Linked DNA regions of Gossypium hirsutum: region 1 is linked to region 2. A link is a contact called in public Hi-C data. All regions are on one chromosome and are shown on one strand. Each heading gives the region's core, a stretch centred on a gene start, on an enhancer-like site or on the middle of the called end of the contact. The rest is flanking DNA. Distances are from core to core; before and after follow the strand shown. Region 1 has its middle 10 kb from the start of LOC107892259. Region 2 holds the start of LOC107892260 (oleosin 16.4 kDa-like).

Region 1 (3,623 bases), core at 254-2,753, 150 kb after region 2:
TGTTACCTTTCATAATAATAAATAAGTGAGAGTTTAGCCATAATACTTGCAATGGTCTGACTCCATGACTAATAATGATGTAATTAATAGATGAAAAGTCAAAACTTATTATTAGAGTTGTGTGACCTAAATTCATGTTAAATAAAATAAGAGATTGCTTGCAAATCAAGTTAAACAAAATATATGTTCTTTCTAGAATATTTAGTATTTATTAGTATAATATATTTAACATTTATTAACATAATTTATTTGACCTACGAATTTAGCCTATAAATAGGTTCTTTTACAACCTTAGAAAAAATACTCATTAAATATTAAAACTCATAACACTTTTGAAGATTTGTGTGTTTACGTTTTGTTAGGTTCTTTGTTTTTAGGTTTCGGAGTTTAGTTTTTTTTTATCTTCATCTTTTGTACTCTTTGTTCTTTTGTCACTATAGTAAAATTATCTTTGCCCATAGTTTTTTATTCTCTTTGGAGGGGTTTTTTCACGTTAAATTTGTGTGTTCAATTCCTCAATTTATTCTGCTATTTTTACTTGTTCGTTGCTTAATCGGGTCGATCCCCAACAATTAATTTACTTAATTACATATCATTTTATCTCATATTATATATGTCCTTTCAATCTCTTCACTAGCTCAAAATAACTCTAAATAGATTTCATTTAATATTAACACTTGCATGAAATTGTAAAAGATTGAACAAGGAAAAATAGTTCACCACAATGTTTGTCATAGATGGCCCTACAAAGTTAGATAATTAAGATTACCTGATCGAAAGCTCTAAATCGGACTCCAACCTAATATTAAAAATCTAATTCTAACTTAATTTAAAATCTATTTTAAAACTACTTGGAAATCTAACCTAATTTAAATAATCTAATCAGAATTAAAACCTAAACCTCGTATCAACCTTAAGAAGCAAAAGTCATATTTAAATCTAAATAAATAATTATAAAAAATAACATATCTAATTTAAAAAAATCCAATCAAACTTAAAATCTAAATATAATAATACTTGTAATACTGATGTTGCAAATTCACCATGCAACGACCCCTGTTGCAAACTCTGAAACACGGAGGGGCTCATCTGGAAATTTCCCTTTGTTTTTCTTTGTGCGGTCTCTGGTGGCGAGCACGGTGGCCGGTACAAAAAAGCTTCTTTTTTTGTTTTGAAAAATGTTTTTGAAAATATTTCTCAGATCTGATCTTTAGATTTGACGAGAATAAAAGAATAAAAAGGAAATGAAATGAAAAAGGATAAAAAAAGGTTTTTCTTTTTCTTTTTTAGTCTTATGTTAACATTATTTGATCTGTTTTGCTTCAAATTTGTGTTGTAAAAAATTGTTTGTCATTTTGCTAATTTACCCATTGTACTGCCTGTTTGTATTACCAAATTTGATTTGTAAAAGATCTCTTTTTTTTTCCTTCTTTGTGCGGTGCATGGAGGGGCTAGGGTCTAGAAACCCTAATAGTAAGCTTTGATGACAAATGGGCCTTAGGACCAAGACTAAAATTAAAATGGATTGGTAAAATAAACGGGCTTCTAATGGGCCCAAATAACTAATTTTTAAAAAATATTGGGCTAAAAATGAAATGGACAATAAGTTATTTGGGCTTGAGTCAAAATCGAGCCTTAGTAAGGAGTGGTCTCAAAATGATCCTATCATAACATAATGGGATTTTAAGGTGCCTCGTAAAATGAAATCTAACCAAACTAGAAGCACACTGTTATTAAATTGAAATCTGATTTAAGATTTAAAACTTTGTGTTCAAAATTCGGGAATTTAATTTCATTTTTATTTCTTACAATCAATTTCCGATATGTATATCCATTTAAAAAATTATTTAAAAATCAATTTTAAAAATAAATTCCAACTTAAAACCAATCATGAATGGCCAAATTTTAATTATCAAAAGTCCAATTTACTTTATTAATTGAGAAAAAACAATTAAGTTTAGCACATATCTTAATGTTCAACCTCTAATCTTAACTCAAAATCAAATAAAATTTAATTCGATTCCAAAATTATTAGAAGGTCGATCTCAACTTTAATAAAGTACAAATAACCCCTAATTCAATAAAATCAAAACCTAATAAAATCGAAATTGATTGTCTAGACAAAATAAGGTGTCTACATATAAAAATATTAGTCCAAAAATAAATATTTAATTGGGCCACAAAATGATGTTCATTATTTACTTTTAACTACAAGAGTATAACATCACATTCAAATAATAATTACAACCAAATAAATCCATTAAGAAATATTTCGGGGATTGAACGTATAGAAAAATGGTACGAATGACTTCAACTACTCTCTTGATTCACTAATTAAATAAGTTACTAGTATAAAGACAATAAAGTAAAAGTCAAGTAGAAACCAATAAATGGTAAATTGAATGAAAATGCAATAAACAAAACAATAACTCAATTCACTAATGTAGTGGATAAGGATATTTTTAGTTAATGACTATTAATAACCAATAACCTATATAAAATTAAACTCGATCAAAAATTAATGACATAGATGTGCCTTTAGACTTAGGCCAAGTGCTAAAGCACAATTGTCACTACAAAACCTTCTTCAATGCCTCTAAATGATTTAACAATTTACCAACCTCTTACAAAGTGCAATGTTGTCCTCATTTCCTGTTTTCCGTGAAATAACTTGTAACACCCGCTATCTGACCAGATTTTCGGGTCTGAGTACCAAATGCTACACTAACTCACACGACTTAATAAAATTTCAATTTTCGATTTAATCACATAATTAACGACGTAGGTTTTATAATTCTAATTGCTAATATAACTTGTATATACCTAGTGATAGACTCCTAAGAGCTTTATGTCCAACAAGTGTATACAATTTCTCTATGAAAGAACGAATACTTATACAATCAACTTATACCCTGAGGCGGGGCCTCTACGGGTGCCCCTCTATATAAATGGACAACTACTGTGCACCACTTAACTTGTTTGAGTTTGGCTTGGCCCCTATTGATTTGTCAGGGTAATTAGCTAACCTGCATTCAAGCATAAATTCTTATAAGTTCGAAAGAACGTAATGACATCTGTACGTATAAGCATATGAAATTCCCTTAAAAATTTTCTATGGAACTAAATTTTCTGGTTCGGAAATGAACTCCCTGGGTTTCATTGGAGATTTCATGAACCTAGTTGTCAAGACCCATGACTTAGGCGCTTTGAGCCATTTATTGGCGGACCTAGATTCTTGATCAGGTTGAAATCATGATTCCACGTCGAGGTCTCACCCTTCTTATTTTCAAAACACGTGCCTAATTCTTGTAATCAATTTTTCCAACTGGCGATACTCCGCGATACCCACAATATTGTCGTAACGCAAGTCTTTACTAGAATACATTCTCTTTTCCTTTGGGGAAAGTTCCTACAATATGGCTCCCATAGCACTAGCCCTTTTCATACATTTGTTAAAATGTTTCATCATATATGACATTTACCTTGGACAGAGCAACAAGATCAATACTATTTTCTAATGGTTTTGAAGAACCCCTGTTTTCCACTATCCTCCGTTGGACTTTACTGGCTATTCAGCATTGAACAGTCCTTTCCTCCCATAAAATTCTCATTAACCTACCCAA
Region 2 (3,585 bases), core at 405-2,904:
TAATAATTAAAAAAACAAAAAATTAATTTTAATATGAAAAAAAGGTAGTTACACATATCATGACCTAAAATAACATATCTTTTTCGTATATAATCTAACTAACAACTTATTTCAATATTTAATTTTTATTTAAAATTATTTAAGTAAAAAACCCTTACTTCCGTTTTCACGCAGAAAAAAAAAATACCACCCTTCACTTCTATTTTTAAATTATTATTTATTTTTTAATGATTTCTTTAATATAAATATAACGAATAAATGATAATTATTGTTAAAATAATTAATCATAAAAAAGATACCAGAAAATAATTAACATATTTTTTTTATTAAATAAGTAGTTATAATTTTTTATATCTGTCCATATAATTTTTAAATAAAAAACTAAAATTAACATAAAATATTTTCTTACAATATCATCATCAACAATAATAAATACATTTAATATTAATAATGATTAATTAGTTTACGTGCTGATTTTGTCATATTCAATAGTGATTGTTTATAGACGGGGCGAAACTAAACACGTAAAAATACAATTTCAGCTTTTTAATTATAAGGGACCAAAATATAATTTTACCTTATCTGCCGGCCCCCTAGCTGTTAATAGAGCATGATTAATTAATTTCAAGATCATTTATTTTATGTTATTCTTAACAAACCAGATCAAGAAAATAAACACGCGATTTCTAGTAATTACTAAAGCAAATATTTATGTCTTTAACGGTCAATTTTATTTATTTTTTGTTTTTTTAATTATTGGCCCACCCGAAAGCCCAACCATTTCAGTCTTGCAACCTAAAAAAGAAGACACCGAAAAACTCGTCCAAAAGGGCATGGGATAATTTTTTTCCGGTGGCAGAATTTGGTTGAACACCTCTACCAGTGCATATAAGGTTTAAAAACAACGCATATAAACATAAAAAAAAAACACATATACCACAAATCTAATATATTAGTATATTACCCATTATTTCACAACTAGAGAAAAAGAAGAAGATAAAATCAACATGCACGAAAATCGCAAAGACGAAAGACTTCTCGAAAATGAAACACACTTAAAGTACATTTTACAAGCAAGCAAAGCAACCTTCCATGGTTCATATTCATGTCCTACCACCCTCATGAGCCTTGTTTTCGATAGTCTGCCCAGCTTCCTTAGTCTTTTGTCCCACATACCCCACCATATCTTGCATGCCCCTCTTGGCCCGGTCCGCGTCGAGCTGCTCGGTGCCAGTCGCCTGTCTGAAGCGGTTAAATACGTAGGAGAGCGAGGACAGTCCCGTCAACCCAAAAGCCCCGGACGACAAGAAACCGGCCACAGCCATGAAAACCGCGATGGCAGCTGGGAGCAGAACCGGGCTGAAGATGACGAAGAGTGGCGTTGCCACGCATAGGCCGATGACGGTGCCGGTGAGGGTTAGCCCGGCTAATGCAAGGAGAGTGCCGCCGATGGGAAGGAGGGTGAGGACGGTTAGAACTTGGGTTGTTGATGGTCCGCTTTGATAGTTCGTTCTATCACCACGAACAACCTGGTCAAATCGGTAAGAGCGGTCACGGTCGGCCATTGATGAAAACAGCTTACGAGCTTGCTTAATTAAGTTAAGTGTGTGGAAAGTGAAAAATAAAGATGGAGAAAGGTGGGGAAGGTATTGGGGAGGATGCGGGATTTTTATAAAGGGGGAGACGGGTGTCATATGGAGACACGTAGGGGATGACTTGGTGAGCTGAGGTTTTGCATGAGAACCAAGTTTCACTGTCGCTTTCCAATTTGAAAAGATTATTATTATTTTATCACATATATCTTGATTCAATAAAAATATTTATTATATTTTTTCATCCCTAGATTATCAAATTAAAATTTTAATTTGTATGTTACACTCGATTTGGAGATTTCATCTTCATATGCTTTAATTTGAAATTGTTGGGTGAGTTTTTTTACTATTATTAATAATATGTTGTACTTCGGTTTAAATCACTAATCAATTGAAAACTATGCTAGTCTTGACATGAATTTCTTTTTGAAATTTCTTATATCTTACCCCAATTGTTAATTTTCAATATATATATATGTTGATGTGGAATTAAAGAAAAAAAATTAAAATATAGTAGGAACAAAATGATTTTTTTAAAAAGTGAATACCGGTAGAGCGGTTGGATAGTGAATATGAAGCTGTTATAGTAATTGTTGTCACCTTAATATGCTCCACTATAGAAATTACCATTTCATTATTGTATATATAAACTATTAAAAAGGTTAAAGTGTAATAATGCAATATAAAAAAATCCATATATTTTATTTTTTTGAAGAATTATTTTTAAATATTTAGTTGACTTTAAAAAATTAAAAATACTAAAAATAAGTTACAAAAATTAAACTGAAACAAAGTAGAGTGAGATTGGGACGGGGGTGGAGTTGGATGTATCCAACATCTATGGAAGTGGTAGTGGATTTCAAAATTATGCATCCATAGTGGAATGGGGTGGGTGGTGAAGTAGAGTATGTCAACTATGGAGTGGTGGTGGATTTAGCAATATTTTCTCTCACCCCACTCCATTGTCATCCTTAAATAAACTCACTGCTATGGTTATTTGAATTTGGCCAGTTCGAGTGGTTGGATTGGTTGAACCAAAAATATATCATTAATTCAAATTTTTAATTAATTTTTTTACAAAATATGTTACATTATTTTTATAAAAATAAAAGAAAAGTTTACGCTTTAAACTTAACATCATAGTTTTTAATAGGTATATTCACAATTCAAGTTATCCCCTTAAGCTCAAAAGTTAGTTGAAAACGAAGCAATTTGAATAAAAGTACAAGACTAAAAAATGAACTTGGGGAAAAAAAAAGCTTGTTTAAATATTGATCGGGCTTAGGATTCAATATTCAAGGCTTGAGCTCGATTTAGCCCGGCCTGTTTTATACTTTTTGTAATAGATTTATATTTTATTAAATTAAATATATAATAATATGATATTATGTAAAAATTAAAAATATGTTAAGATGTCTAAATTTGAAATTTTAATGAAAAATAATCTAAAATATTAAAAATTAAATTAAAAATAATATATATTTTAAAGATAATATGAGCAGACTTAAAATAGGTTTGAATTAGTTATTTACAAATATAAACATACATTAACAAAATTTCAAATCCTTATTTCAAGTTAGAGTCAGATAAACATAAAAAAGGGCAAAACTAGGGGGTGACAGTGGCCTCGGTCCCCTTTAAAATAGAAAGTTTTCTATTTAAGCCCTTTAAGATTTTTAAAATTTTAAATTAGTAAAGGTAAAATTACACTTTGTCTCTTCTAAAAATATAAAAATATAATTTAATCCTTTAAAATTTATAAAAATATAAACTATTAAAATAATAAAATTATAATTTTTATTATCATAAAAATTACAATTTAATTTCAATCCCTTAAAAAATTTTAGTTTTACCTCTAAATATAAAATATATTAATATTAGATTTGATTGCAACTGCATCAAACTTATGAATAGTTTTAATTTTAAAACAAATTTACCATCTCAACCAAAATTCCATTTACATTAATATAAACTTTTAATGACTTCAAAATTT

What was found. Hi-C and Micro-C count contacts between places; a contact is called where the count stands out from the background.
Region 1: a contact with region 2 is called in a Hi-C map of leaf, with 2.6 times the contacts expected there. The contact joins the enhancer-like site here to the promoter of LOC107892260 in region 2. A contact is called at or near these places in 8 of 34 Hi-C or Micro-C datasets (anther, callus and leaf).

What each region holds. Positions count from the first base shown.
Region 1 is chrD09:9,296,533-9,300,155 of Gossypium_hirsutum_v2.1, forward strand. No RefSeq gene overlaps it. Among protein-coding and RNA genes, the nearest start is that of LOC107892259, 10 kb to the right of the region's middle. Within about 2 kb of position 1,504, at least 5 of the 9 cell types and tissues checked have an H3K27ac peak or open chromatin away from gene starts, as enhancers often do. A contact at or near this core is called in leaf, where this site is marked.
Region 2 is chrD09:9,144,191-9,147,775 of Gossypium_hirsutum_v2.1, forward strand. It overlaps LOC107892260 (oleosin 16.4 kDa-like), which reads right to left and starts at 1,655. Exons shown (of 1, transcript XM_016817291.1): 1 at 935-1,655. The coding sequence starts at 1,565. The coding sequence ends at 1,104.